Linked DNA regions of Mus musculus: all the other regions are linked to region 4. A link is a contact called in public Hi-C and HiChIP or PLAC-seq data. All regions are on one chromosome and are shown on one strand. Each heading gives the region's core, a stretch centred on a gene start, on an enhancer-like site or on the middle of the called end of the contact. The rest is flanking DNA. Distances are from core to core; before and after follow the strand shown. Region 1 overlaps Fchsd2 (FCH and double SH3 domains 2). Region 2 overlaps Fchsd2 (FCH and double SH3 domains 2). Region 3 has its middle 48 kb from the start of Fchsd2. Region 4 overlaps Fchsd2 (FCH and double SH3 domains 2).

Region 1 (3,408 bases), core at 899-3,398, 78 kb before region 4:
AACTACTCTTTTGCATTTCTCTTTTTAAAATCATATTTGTATTTTTTATTCTTAGGTGCTTTTATTTTTCATATTAACTTCTACGTTATCATGTGACTAGTGACTTGTCAGATATTCAGAAGTGGTAGTTGTGGCAGAAACTGTTCTTCCTTCCCTCCTGGGTATATGATAAGACTGCAATTCCTAGACTCTTCTGCTATTGCTAGGTATGGCCATGTCACTAAGCTTTCTTTTTATAACTTGAGTGGAGTAATTAATGCATGCGACTTTGTAGACTAGATCTCAGGAAAATAGGTGTGTCTACTCCATGATCTCATTCTCTTACTCACTGGCTATAATCCAAATAAGTGAGTCCTTAATGTTGGTCAGGCCAATGATGAGAGTTAAACAATGGAGCTGTCCTGGTACCTTCATCCTTGGATAACTTCAGAAAGTAGAACCTATTTATTAACCCTAAACTACTGTATGAGAAGTATTATCTTGTAGGAACCATCATAATTTGGAGTCTCTCTAGTTTAGTCATTTAGTCTTTATCCCAACTAATATAAACTTAGTATGTTTCAGTAGAATACTGCTGTAACAGAAGACTAACAGAAGTGGTATCTGCTGAGTGGTAGTGTAGAAAGCAGCAAGGAGATGTGCTGCAAGACTGGGAAGCAGGCCAGGATTATAAACCTTGTGTTTTAGGGCAGCATCTCTAACCCTCCTGTCTGCTAGGACCCTCACCTAGATGTAAAGCACAAGACTTAATGTAAAGCATTTAGCTCAATTGTCACGTATTGTTACTGTCATGCATTTTTAAAAACTGAGTTTGTTGTGGCTAAGAGATGGCTCAAAGGTTGAGTGCTTGCTGCTCTTGCAGAGGACCAGAGTTAGGTTCCCAGCACCTCCATCAGGCAGGCAATTCACAAGTCTGTGACTCTAATTCCCAGAGGATCTGATTCCCTCTAGCCTTCGTGGGCACCTACATGTACATGGTGCACATAAATTCATATAGGTGTGCGTGTGCGTGTGTGTACTTGAGGGAGGGTGTTAAAATTTGGAATTGTTAAATCTATTACTATTTTTCCATGTATCACTTGTCTTTGCTTTAAAATCACACTCTAACACTCACTAAGCTTGGATAAATATTCACTCATATTTTTGTCTATTTTTCACAAATATACTATCAAATATAGGCTGGTATGCTGTAAAAAGCCCTTTTATTTTTTACATTTTTTATTGGTTATTTTATGTATTGACATTTCAAATGTTATCCTCCTTCCCAGTTTCTCCACCACAAACCCCTATCCTCTCCCCCATCCCCCTGCCTTTATGAGGGAGCTCCTCCATCTGCCCACCCACTCCTGCCTCATTGCCCTAGCATTCCCCTACCCTGGGTCATTGAGCCTCCACTGGACAAAGGGGCTCCCCTCCCAGTGATGCCCGATAAGGCAGTCCTCTTCTACATATCCAGCTGGAGCCATGGGTCCCTGGTGTGTACTCTTTGGTTAAAAAGCACTTTTTAAGAGTCTAAACATTCTATCTTTCATAATCTTTCACTTTTCCACTGACTTGAAGTCTATTTTCAGTCTTATAAATTCTAAATATCTAGCTGCAATTAATCATGGCTTAAGAGGAAATGAGGCAAACCCAGTATAGCAGATAAAATTCCCTTTTCCGTGCAGCTGATGGAAAAAAAATCCTAGCTGACAAAAATCACACACACACACACACACACAAAAACCCCATATGCTTCCTTCACTTAAAAAACAAACTTCTGAATTTACACTCTCAACAGGTACAGTTTAGAAGAGTTCTATTCGGGGTAAGAACAACAACAAAAAAAACCTCCCCAGTTTCCTGGTACATTTGCATATTTTACCAAAGGCTAGGAGGAGGAAGAGCACCAAAAGTGTCCTCTGGAAACTCCCCATGAACCACAACTGTATTGGTCCTGCTTGGTCACTCAAGACAAAGCAAACACTCTCTATTTTAGTGCTAGAAAGATAAATAAGGTCTCTAAGGGGAAAGCTAATATTAGTTTTCACTGGTTCAGAGTAGAAACTATTGTAATCTTGTTCTCTTTTTCTTAAGATTTATTTATGTTATTTTATATGTATGAATGTTTTGCTCACATGTATGTCTATGCACCACTCATATGCCTGGTGCCTGTGAGATCAGAAGGAGGTGTCAGATCCTCTGTGAGTTACAGATGGTTGTGAGGTACCATGTGGGTGTTGGGAATTGAACCCTGGTTCTCTGTAAGAACAAAGCTCTTACCTGCTGATCTATTTCTGTCGCCCTCTCTTGTTCCTTACTTATACCCTCATCTTTACTTTGAAGTGATAAATTAACTAAGAAATGTAAGAAGTTACTTCTGAGACACTGAGTTTCATTAGTAAGATGATGAAAGGTAAAAAGAAAAATGTGTATCTGAAGAACCCCTCTACTGCAATTTATGCACAGGGTATTGCTAGCCACAGTTCTGCAGATGGGTAAAGAAGATCTCACCAGTTCACAAGCAGAGTGAAATGATCAGTGTACTTTGGAGGAGGGCTCCTGTAGCAAAACAATGCATACATACATAGTTATTTGAATTCAGAATTTTGAAACAAGGTCTCATATGGTAACACATGCTGGCCTTGAAACCAAAGTGATTCTTGTCTTAGTCACCCTGAACATCCATGTGCTTATATTGCAAGGTTGAACTGATACACCTGGCATGACTTCTTCCTATGGTCAAGAGTTCACCTTATCTAAAGCCTTAGATGTCTCGATGTAAACACAACTACTCTTCTACTTGTTTTACATGAAATTTCAAAACTTGTGTTACTAAAAGTGGAAAGGGCAAGAGGAACTTATGTATTGGTGTCTCAATAGAAGTTGAAACAAAGAAGGTACTAGATAGTAAGAAAATTAATGTGCTAGAAGACACAAGATAGTTCTCGGTCAGAAAGGCTATTAGGAAGGAAATTCTTTGAGACATGATGCAGAGAAGACCTAACATGCCCAGAAACTAGGGCAGCAAGCAAACCCCAGATCTTAGTGTTCCACATACTTCTCAATTCCATTAATAGCTTGTGTTAAGATCTCTAATCTCAAATTCAATTTTATTTTAAGACAGGGTCTCTCTATTTAACCCTTGGCTGTCCTAGAACTCACTATATTGGCCAGGCTAGCCGGGAACTCATAGAAATCAGCCTGCCTCTGCCTTCCACTATAGAGTGCTGGGATTAAAGCTGCACAACACCATGCCCAGCTCAAATTAAAATTTTAAAGCATCTGAACTTGGAAAGCTAACTCCTCTCAATAACATCAGCTTTGAGCTTATGTGATACTAAATCTTCTTGTAACTGAGTAAAACGCCTCATTTATAGCTATATGAAAGATAATATGCTATAATAACAAAGCCAGCATGGTACTGGC
Region 2 (3,296 bases), core at 741-3,240, 95 kb before region 4:
TACTTCCAACTTTCAAAGAAAAATATTTACTTACAGAAGACATACATGCATCATGGTGCATATGTGGCAGTCAGAGTACAATTCTGATTTTTTTTCCCCGCTGTGCTGCAGAATCTGGGGATCCAACTCAGATTGTTAGGCCTGCACACAAGTGCCTCTACCCACTTAGCCATCTCACTGGCCCACCCTTAGCTTTTGACCCTTTAGTTTCCACCTGAGATTCCAGGTATGTGCTGCCACACCTGGTTTATACAGTAATAGAAACTGAACTGCTGGCCAAATAGTTCACTAACTGAGCTACATCTCCAGCCTCTGCTTCATACATCTCAGTTGGAGTCTATTTCTGATTTCAAATGGCAATAACTCTTTATGTATTGTATATAGCAGAGTTTTGCAAGATAAATAATTTGTAAATATTTCCTTTCATTTTATGGGCTGCTCTTTTCACTTTCTCAAGTATCTTTTGAAAAACGTGTTTTAAACCAAGTGGTGGAGGGATACATCATTAATCCCAGCACTTTAATCTCAGGGAGAGGCAGGGGATCTCTGAGTTCAAAGCCAGCCTGACCTACAGATTGAGTTCTAGGACAGTCAGGGCTAAATTATGATATCTAACATTGTTCTTCTTTCTTTTATTCCTTGAATGTTATTTATTTATTTTATTCCTTGTATGTTAGTATGTTATTTATAAGAATCATGTATATAAATTTTACAATAATTATTTTTGTACTTTGTGTCTGGCTTTTACATCAAGCTTTTAATATAAAATTGACTTGAAATAAAACAAAACCTGTCCCCGAAGCAGAGTAATAGTGCTGAATCTTCTTTTACCACTAGATGGCACCATTGAGTACTATAAACAGGCAGTGCAAATAAATGCCTTAAATATATTTAAAAAATTTTAATTAGATATTTTCTTTATTTACATTTCAAATCTTATCCCCTTTCCTAGTTTCCTCTCCAAAAATCTCCTATCTCCTCCCCCCCCCCCCCGCTCCCCAACCCACCCACTCCAACTTCCTGGCCCTGGCATTCCCCTATACTAGAAATGCCTTAAATATAAACTTCAAATAGTTATGAACATTTTGGACACTGTAGTGTGTTGAGATGGAATTAAAATTTCTACCTTAAATCATGATTTTCATGAATTTGTTTTAAAAAGAGACATGTTTTCTGATATGAAGTTTTTGACTTAGAAATATTCTTAGTAGCTCATCCTAATAATCTTGTTTGGAAGAAATAGCTCATTTTACCTATATACAAGACATGATAATATAGGTATCATGAACAAGGCGTGCAGTTTAAGGTGAACTATATTCCTATGTAGTCTGAATGATATTGCTATTGAGTGTCAACTGTACTTAGGCATTATACTAGCTATCTGAGTATGAGTACCAGAAAACAGGGAAGAAAGGAAAGAAATCAAAGCTTTTTAACAGTTAACTAGCAGTGCTAGTGATCAAACCTTTGCACTTCGCACATGCAAAGTGTACACTCTAACACAGAGCTATACTGCTAACCTACCAAGTTCTTTTGTTATTTCTTAGCAATTTCCTATTCCAGTTATTTCTGCCAACCCATTTCCTTTCAAGATAGTATTACATAGCCCTGGGTGGTCTGAATCTCACTATGAATACCAGGCTAGTCTCAAATTCACAGAGATCTGCCTGACTCTGTCTCTGGAGTGCTCAGATAAAAGGTATATGTAACCATGCCTGGTCCTGACATCCCACTTCGCACTGCATCAGGGAGGATACCCCTGACTTGTATTTTATATGACTGACTATTCAACACTCTTCCCTGGCCAGGCATTATGTTCAGGATAGGTTTTGTTTGTTTTGAACTTTACCACTGACCGAATAGTTTGGACATGGCTTCTGTCTGACCCCTTGTTCACCTGTTTGCCATTTCCCTTCCCTGCAACACTTTCCCTAAACTAAGCCTCTCTGAGCTCTACCAGCACTTCTCTTGCCTCTGAGCTCACATGTCACATGTCACAGGCCCTTTCCTCATCCTCTCTCCCTGCCTTGCTCATTATCATTCAGCCTTAAGGGCTTCTCTTGATCGCTGTGAACTCTGGATGGTTCTTGTCTTTTTACCTCGTGGCTTTATCTTGTGCTTCTGACGCTTGCCTGTCCTTCTTTTGGTTATTGAACTCTATGAACAGGAAGGGCCATGCCAGTCTGTTTAGCATTGAATCTTGAGGGTCAAACATGGAGCCTGAAATACTGACAATGTTCAGCAAATAACTGTTTGATAAGTAACGTATTGGATCAGAATTTATAGGTTTAAAACTATGGGTGAATCCACATTAGCCCTCATGACTGAAAAGCCTGATGGTATTACAGCAAAAGAGAAGCAACTGAGTTCACAAACTGTACGATGTGGAAGGTCCTAAACTTAAAAAAAAAAAAGTGTGTGTGCACTAAATAAAACGTTGCCTTCTTTTTCCCTTTTATTATTACAAAATAACTATAGTTTATATCAACCATATTCCAAACTCTGTCTTTTGGTTATATTATAAGAAAAACCTTGATTTGCACTGATAATTGATTATAAATAATTAATACTTTGCCTTCCTATATTTTTATTCCTCTTCAACACAGATCAAAAGCCTTATAGTAGACTGCTGAGACCCTACTGTCTTGGGTCCTGAAACCCTGACTAGGGATGGTGAGGGAATGAAGAAAGGACGCACAGACAACACACAGCAAAGCAGGGGTCAGATGGGGTACTACTACTTGCTACCGTGGGCAACTCAGAACCTCAGTGTGTTTTTTAGGGACTGGACGTGGGGAGGGGCTAGTCTTGTAAACAGCAGTCAGGCTGAGGCTGTAAATATCTGGGAGGAGGGAGCTTCAGTTGCTGCTTTCAGAGGTCACTTCCTTACACACAAGACTCTGGAGGAAAGCTTTTCCCTCTTGAACCTGGCCCACATGGCAATGGCTTTGACAATTTCCCATGGGTCCAAGGCCTTGGAGACCTTGGCATGGCTGTGCCCATGTTGACACTACACATTCACCCAGGACTACACACACTCAGGGCTTCCTCTGCTTCCTATAGTAGACAATTTTTTATTTTAAAGTTGATCAAGCAAATACAAATGATAATATGTTTCTTAAATTTTTAAAGTAAAAACTATTCTTAAAAATTATTTTTAATTATTTGTATCTGTGGATGCTCATGGAGACTAGGGGTATCAGATCCCCTGCTTGGAGCAGGCAACTGTAAGCAGCCTAATGCAGGTGCTGGCATGTGTACTTGGGTCCTACTGTGCCATCACCCTGTTCCCTTAA
Region 3 (3,382 bases), core at 533-3,032, 75 kb after region 4:
CGGGTGAGTCCAAGCTAAACCACCACACAAGGGTCCATTGTGGTCTCTCCACCCGGCCCTGGGTTCTGCCAGCCCTTCCGGCTCCCGGAAAATGTTTTCCTTCTGGCAACTCCAGGGCAGCCTGCCCTTAGCCAAGATGCTGACTGGCCACACCTCTTGCCTTTCTCAATCAGCAGAGATTCTGGGGACTGGTAGCCCAGAGTGCTGGGGCTAGTCTGCGTGTCACACACAGGGTCCCTAAAGCTTGGGGAAATGAGCACACCAGGGCTAGATTCAGAATCAGAACCTTGTACTTCGTAGCCATGTTTTCCAACAAGGAGGGAGGTAAGAGGGTTTGTACCAGATAGGGGAGTAGCGTCTCCTCAGAAAGACTTAGGTGGCATTCTGAAAGAAATAACGATATTCATGCCATTTTCTGGGAAAGTTAGGTCCCCCAGGAAACAGCTGGGATAGCCTGCGGGTTACCCACTTCTTCTGGCATCCAGCCTTGAAATGCTGAAATGTAAAACCAGGCGCCGAGTTCTGGTAGGATGGTTCAGTGGATAACGCTACTTGCTGCAAAGCCAACCAACCTGAGTTTGCTCCTCAGGACCCGAAGGATGGAAGAAGAACCAACTCCTGAAAGTTGTCATTTGGCGGGTGGAGTGGGGTTGGGGAAGTGGGAGGTGGAGAGAGAGAGAGAGAGAGAGAGAGAGAGAATGAGAATAAACCAGGCATGGATGCGTTGCGTGGGATGATGTTTCATGGGGTGATGTTGCGAGGACAAGCAGGATTGGAATTTGAGGTTTCATCGCTGGCTGCCGGGACCAGAGGCTCCGGGTTCTGGGTTTCCTCGACTCTTTCACGGGCAGACAGCGCCACCTGGGGTCCAATCCATGGGACTTGAATCCCTCTGGAGATCCCACTCAGAACTCTCTGGGGATAGAAGGAATGAGCTGGGCACTGGGGATAAAAATGCTAAGATGGGTCACCAGCAGCTCTACTGGAGTCACCCACGGAAGTTCGGCCAGGGTTCCCGCTCTTGCCGCGTCTGCTCTAACCGCCACGGTCTGATCCGCAAATACGGGCTGAACTTGTGCCGCCAGTGCTTCCGGCAGTACGCGAATGACTAAGGACTAAGTTGGACTAAGCGACCTTGAATGGATTGTTCGACTGATTACCAAGCAGAACCAATCATGCTAGTCTTTGTGCACAAAGAATAAAAATGTGAAGAACTTAAAAAAAAAAAAAAAAGCTATTCCATGCAGGCAGGCCGGAGGCGCAATAGTAGAGGCCGCAGGCACAATAGTAGAGGACCACTCTACTGGATGAGAATCAGGGATGCTTTGATGGGGACCTGCAGGGTAGAGGTCACGGATTTGGAGTTAAACCTTTGTCTTGCAAGAGTGAATGGTACTCAGTTCAGGAACAGGCTGTGAAACCCATGGAGAGCTTGGTGCGTTGGCAAATGCTGGTAACAGCATTAGGCAAGTAGAGGAAGGAGGATAAGGAGGCCAAGTTTGTAACAAGCTATGTTGGAAGTTCGAGGTCAGCCTGAGCCGCGTGAGACTCCGTTGGTGACTCCGTGTGTGAGAACACTGGACAAGCATGAAGACCTAGGTTCAGATTCCATCACTAAGTTTTTTTGGTTTTGTTTTTAACATAGGTCTCTGTTGCTATGATGAAATACCACGACTTGGGAAGGAAAGGGTTTCTTTTTTTTTACAGCTTACAGCACTTCATTGGAAGGAAGTTGGGGCAGGAACTAAAGCAGAAACCACAAAGAAATGTTGTTTCCTGGCTTGCTCGGCAGGGGCTTGCTCGCTGCTTTCTTATACCACCAATGCCCGTTTGCCCAGGAATGGCCCTGCCCCATTGGGCTGGGTCATCCCATGTCAATCATTAATTGCCTACAGACAATAGGATGGAGGTATTTTACCAACTAAGATTCCTCTTCCCAGATAACTCCAGCTTGTGTCAAGTTGATAAAAACCCCTCAAGCTGGAGTTATCTATATCTAGCCTATAACCCTAGCTTCTGGGAGGTAGAAGCAAAAGGATCCCTGGGGCTTGCCCATCAGTGAGAAACCCTGTCTGGAAAGGCTTAGGACATTCTTCTGCGTTCTCCTCGGGCCTCCCTGCAAGTGCAAGGACACGTGCACCCATGCTCTCACATACAAGTCTACCAGATTAACACACCTCACCACACAGATGCTCAAACATAAGCATTCTTAAAGCATGGAGAAGGCATTGTGAGTGTAAATGTGGCTGCTTTGATTTTACTTTTGTATTTGTGCTAAGAATCAAATAACTTTACCAAGAACTCCCACACACACACCTCTCTTCCACCACCACCCTGCCCCCCCCCCCCGCCTTCCCCCCTCCTCTCCCTGCCTCCCCCTTCTTCCTTTTCCATTTGTTGCTGTTGTTTTCAAAACAAGGTTTCTCTGTGTAGCCCTGGCTGTCCTGGAACTCACTCTGTAGACCAGGCTGGCTTCAAACTCACAGAGATCTGCCTGCCTCTGCCTCCCAAGTGCTGGGATTAAAGGAGTATGCCATCACCACCTGGCTCTCTTCCTTCTTTTAAAATGAAAACAGTTGCTTACTTTATTTCTCCATCTAAACTGGCATTTAGCTTTATAAATTTTATGTGCGTGCACACACCTGCTTCTCAGTATGTATGTCATGTGCTTGCAGGTGCCCTCAGAGGCCAGGAGAACCTGGGTTCTCTGCAAGAGCAGCAAATGCTCTTAGCCACTAAGCCATCTCTCCAGCCCCATACACGAGCACTTTTTTTACCTCTCATTTTTCTCTGTTCACTGAAGAAAATTCATAAAATAGGAGTATGTATATATCTATATATATGTATATGTATATGTATGCATATATATATATGCAATCTGTCACCCTACACCTTAACTTCCTGCTGCTGGTATTACGGTATTAATCGTCCATCCGAATTTTCAGTTCTCCTTTCACAGACTCAGGCCACCCCTTCTTTAGAAGCTCAATATGCAGATGATTCTGTGCATCCACAGACTTTGACTTCTTGCCACTATTCCCTAGACAATGCAGTGTGGCATCTATTTGCATTGCATTAGGTGTCACACATAATCTGGAGATGATTTGCATTCTACTGAGGAGTACGCACAGCTGTATGCACACACTCTGGCAGCTCTTAGCAGGGACTTGAACAGCCATCCATCCGGGTACCTAGAACTAGTCCTCCATGTACACTAAGGATTGATTGTATTTCTTTAAAAGACAAATAGGAAATTACAGAGGGGCTGAAGACGGCTCAGTGGGTACATGCACTCTGCAGGGCTAGCAACCCGAGTTGTTGTTTGGAGAGAGATTCTTGCTAATTATTCCAAGTGGCCATGAACTCATCCTGTAACCCAGAC
Region 4 (3,156 bases), core at 201-2,700:
AGCAAATATTTAAATCATTTAGGCCTAACTATTACTCATCTTGAAATAAGGATATCTGGACCAGTAATACGGCTCAGCAGTCAAAAGTGCTTGCTGCCAAGTCTGATAACCTGACTTCAATCCCCAGAACCTACAAGGTAGGACAGAATTGACACTCATAAGTTGTCCTTCGACCTCCACATACACGCTATGCCACACATGTCCATATACATATGCACAAAAGAAGCTTACATAAACATTTTCAAAGGAAGAAAAATGTTTATGTGAATCCTAAGCATAAAGGAACCAAGTATTATTATTCTGAGTATATAAGTCAATTAACTTAAATATTTTCAAACTTCCCTGTGTTGTGTTCCTATTCTGTGTTGTGTTCCCTTGGTAATCACTAATGTAAATTTCTGTCTCCACAAATTTGCCTAGTCTATATATTTCATATGAAAAGAATAAGATAACATGTGACTTTTTGTACCTGGATTCTTTCAGTTAGCTTACATTTTTAAAAATGTGTGCATGGAGCCGGGCGTGGTGGCACATACCTTTAATCCCAGCACTCGGGAGGCAGAGGCAGGTGGATTTCTGAGTTCGAGGCCAGCCTGGTCTACAAAGTGAGTTCCACGACAGCCAGAGCTATAGCTATACAGAAAAACCCTATCTCAGAAAACTCAAAAAAAATGTGTATATGTGTATTTACATGTGTACATGCACAAGCATGGTACATATGAAGGCCAAAGGACAACCTGAGGTATCCACCTATTTCAATATAGGATCTCTCATTCTCCTGAAGTTCACTCATTTAACTATGATGGCTGGCCAGCAAGCCCAGGGATCCTCCTGTCTCTACTTCCCCAGGGCTGGAATTACATGTACCACTACTCCCAACAATTTTACATGTCTTCTAGAGATGGAACTCAGGTCCTCATGCTTTTGAATGCTTTACTGAGCCATCCTCCCAACCGCATTTAGCTTATAAGATTTGTCCAAGGGGCTGGAAGATGGCTCAGCGGTTAAGAGCACTGACTGCTCTTCCAGAGGTCCTGAGTTCAATTCTCAGCAACCACATGGTGGCTCATAGCCATCTGTAATAAGACCTAATGCCCTCTTCTGGTGTGTCTGAAGACAGCTACAGTGTACTTACATTAAATAAATCTTAAAAAAAAAAAATTTGTCCAAGTAACATGCTATCAATGCTTCATCTATTTTTAACTGAATAGTATCCCATCATATTATACCACATTTTGTTTATCCCTTGACCTAGTGATAGACATGAGTCATTACCAGATGTTAGCTATTAAAAATAGTGTTGCCATAGCATCCATACACATTAAACATGTATTATATGTATATAACATGTGTGGCTACACCAATGCTATAACACAATGTAAAGGTCAGAGAACAACTTCATTGTATTGTTTCCCTACTTCCACCTTCACATAAATGCTGATGATTGGACTTACCTCATCAGGATTTACCGACTGAGTCATCGCTGGACTGAGATGTATGTGTAAGCAGATCAGCTAGAGCATATGATAATTTTGCTTTAACTTTTGAGGAACTTTTGGAATAATCTCAATAACTAGTGTACTATTTTGTACCTGTGGAATATTTTAAATTTAATAGTTAAATACTAAAACAGCAAATCTTTCAAAATAAGCCAGGTATGGTAGTACATACCTATAATCCTAGCCACCTGGGAAGGTAGCTTAGCCTGGCCAGGTTAGCAAGACCTTGTTTCAAAATAAAATGAAAAGGGCTAGGGATGTAGTATAGTAGGAGAGGACTTGTCTAGAATGTACAATGCCCTGAGAGCTGACCTCCCTAAATCATGAATGTTCTTTAGGTTTTTTGTTTTGAATGGATGCTCCCTTGGTAGCCCATGCTGGCTTTAAACTCTTCACCTCTCTATCTCAACTTCCTGAGTGTTGGAATTACAAGCATGTGCCACCACACCCAGATACAAATCTCTATTTACAAGAGGGGGGGGCATATGTGTATATGCATGCACACATGCACCTGCCCCCAGAAGCAAGAGGTATTGGATCCTCATGGACATGGAGTTACAGGAGGCTGTGAGCCACCTGATATGGGTACTGAGAACTGAACTTAAGTCCCCTACAACAGTGGTTCTCAACCTTTCCTAATGTTTTGACTCTTTAGTAGAGTTCCTCACCTTTTGGAACCCCAACCACAAAATTATTTTTGTTGCTTCTTCATAACTATATTTTTACTACTGTTATGAATTATAATGTAAACATCTGGTTTTCTGAGGATCTTTGGTGACTCCTGGACCCTCAAAGGGGTCACAACCCATTTATTGAGAACCACTCCATGCTTTTAACATCTGGGCCTTCTCCAGCCTCATACAGATGTTCTTAATGGCATCTAGAATAGAGAATCTTACAGACTATGCATGTAGCTCAGAGGTAGAAGCTCTACTTAGCACACGAGAAGATATGATCAGGGTAATGGTTGCTGACTGGAAATTTCTTTTTAAAAATTAATTTGTCACATCAGTGTTGAAAACCCACAGAATCAACTAACATAGACTCAAGGACTCACAAAGACTGAACTGCCTATCATGGAGCTTTCATGGGGCTGACCTAACTCTACGTAGGTTATGGTTGTATAGCTCGGTCTCCTGGTAGGACTCCTAACAGTGGAAGCAGGGTCTGACTCTGACTCTTATCTGCTTCTAGGTCCCTTTTCTTCCCACTGGGTTGCCTTGTTCAACCTTAATACAAGGGGAGGTGCCTAGTTTTACTGCAATCTGGTATGCTATGTTTAGTTGATATTCCTGGAAGGCCTGCCCTTTTCTGAAGGGAGATAGAGGAGGAGTGTATTGGGGGGTTGGGGGAACAAGGAGGAGAGAAGAGATAGAAAAGTGTGGTCAGTGTATAATATATGAGAGAAAAATACATTTAAAAATGGAAAAAATGAAAGCCTAGGATTATGAATCCTTCACAGAAAGTATTGATTTTATTTTGTTCAAATTTATCAGAGGTAGAATAGATATGGCCTTTAAAAATGCATTCCGTAAATCAGAAGCCCTGAAAATAAAAATTACTCCCTAATGCATAAGCTGCAAAGTGAATGCTATGTTAGCATTGTGAAAAAAGTATAATGTTGTTTATATTCCTCAGAGCTCTTGGGTGACCAGGA

The links. A called contact is a pair of places that touch in the nucleus more often than the background predicts. HiChIP or PLAC-seq counts read pairs in DNA pulled down with a chosen protein or histone mark.
Region 1: a Hi-C map of bone marrow-derived macrophages shows a contact between it and region 4, with 38 read pairs. The contact joins two enhancer-like sites. A contact is called at or near these places in 2 of 15 datasets of contacts at CTCF or cohesin (the NIH/3T3 cell line and large pre-B cells), 11 of 484 Hi-C or Micro-C datasets (the Ba/F3 cell line, the C10 cell line, CD4 T cells and 7 more) and 7 of 115 datasets of contacts at active chromatin or transcription factors (the 230-238 cell line, embryonic stem cells, hepatocytes and 4 more).
Region 2: a contact with region 4 is called in a Hi-C map of bone marrow-derived macrophages, with 38 read pairs. The contact joins two enhancer-like sites. A contact is called at or near these places in 2 of 15 datasets of contacts at CTCF or cohesin (the NIH/3T3 cell line and pro-B cells), 9 of 484 Hi-C or Micro-C datasets (the Ba/F3 cell line, CD4 T cells, the HPC-7 cell line and 5 more), 4 of 115 datasets of contacts at active chromatin or transcription factors (astrocytes, bone marrow-derived dendritic cells, embryonic stem cells and 1 more) and 3 of 9 other capture datasets (adipose tissue, liver and pancreatic islet).
Region 3: an H3K4me3 HiChIP or PLAC-seq map of bone marrow-derived macrophages shows a contact between it and region 4, with 2.5 times the contacts expected there. The contact joins two enhancer-like sites. A contact is called at or near these places in 1 of 484 Hi-C or Micro-C datasets (CD8 T cells) and 5 of 115 datasets of contacts at active chromatin or transcription factors (the HPC-7 cell line, bone marrow-derived macrophages, embryonic stem cells and 2 more).

The regions. Positions count from the first base shown.
Region 1 is chr7:101,212,466-101,215,873 of GRCm38.p6, reverse strand. All of the region lies in intron 8 of Fchsd2 (FCH and double SH3 domains 2), which reads right to left. Among named protein-coding and RNA genes, the nearest start is that of Gm50587, 44 kb to the left of the region's middle. Within about 2 kb of position 2,148, at least 48 of the 459 cell types and tissues checked have an H3K27ac peak or open chromatin away from gene starts, as enhancers often do. A contact at or near this core is called in bone marrow-derived macrophages, where this site is marked.
Region 2 is chr7:101,229,190-101,232,485 of GRCm38.p6, reverse strand. All of the region lies in intron 8 of Fchsd2 (FCH and double SH3 domains 2), which reads right to left. Among named protein-coding and RNA genes, the nearest start is that of Gm50587, 28 kb to the left of the region's middle. Within about 2 kb of position 1,990, at least 15 of the 459 cell types and tissues checked have an H3K27ac peak or open chromatin away from gene starts, as enhancers often do. A contact at or near this core is called in bone marrow-derived macrophages, where this site is marked.
Region 3 is chr7:101,059,056-101,062,437 of GRCm38.p6, reverse strand. It overlaps the pseudogene Gm5735. Among named protein-coding and RNA genes, the nearest start is that of Fchsd2, 48 kb to the left of the region's middle. Within about 2 kb of position 1,782, at least 92 of the 459 cell types and tissues checked have an H3K27ac peak or open chromatin away from gene starts, as enhancers often do. A contact at or near this core is called in bone marrow-derived macrophages, where this site is marked.
Region 4 is chr7:101,133,920-101,137,075 of GRCm38.p6, reverse strand. The region is part of intron 2 of Fchsd2 (FCH and double SH3 domains 2); the gene reads right to left. Among named protein-coding and RNA genes, the nearest start is that of Fchsd2, 27 kb to the right of the region's middle. Within about 2 kb of position 1,450, at least 6 of the 459 cell types and tissues checked have an H3K27ac peak or open chromatin away from gene starts, as enhancers often do. A contact at or near this core is called in bone marrow-derived macrophages, where this site is marked.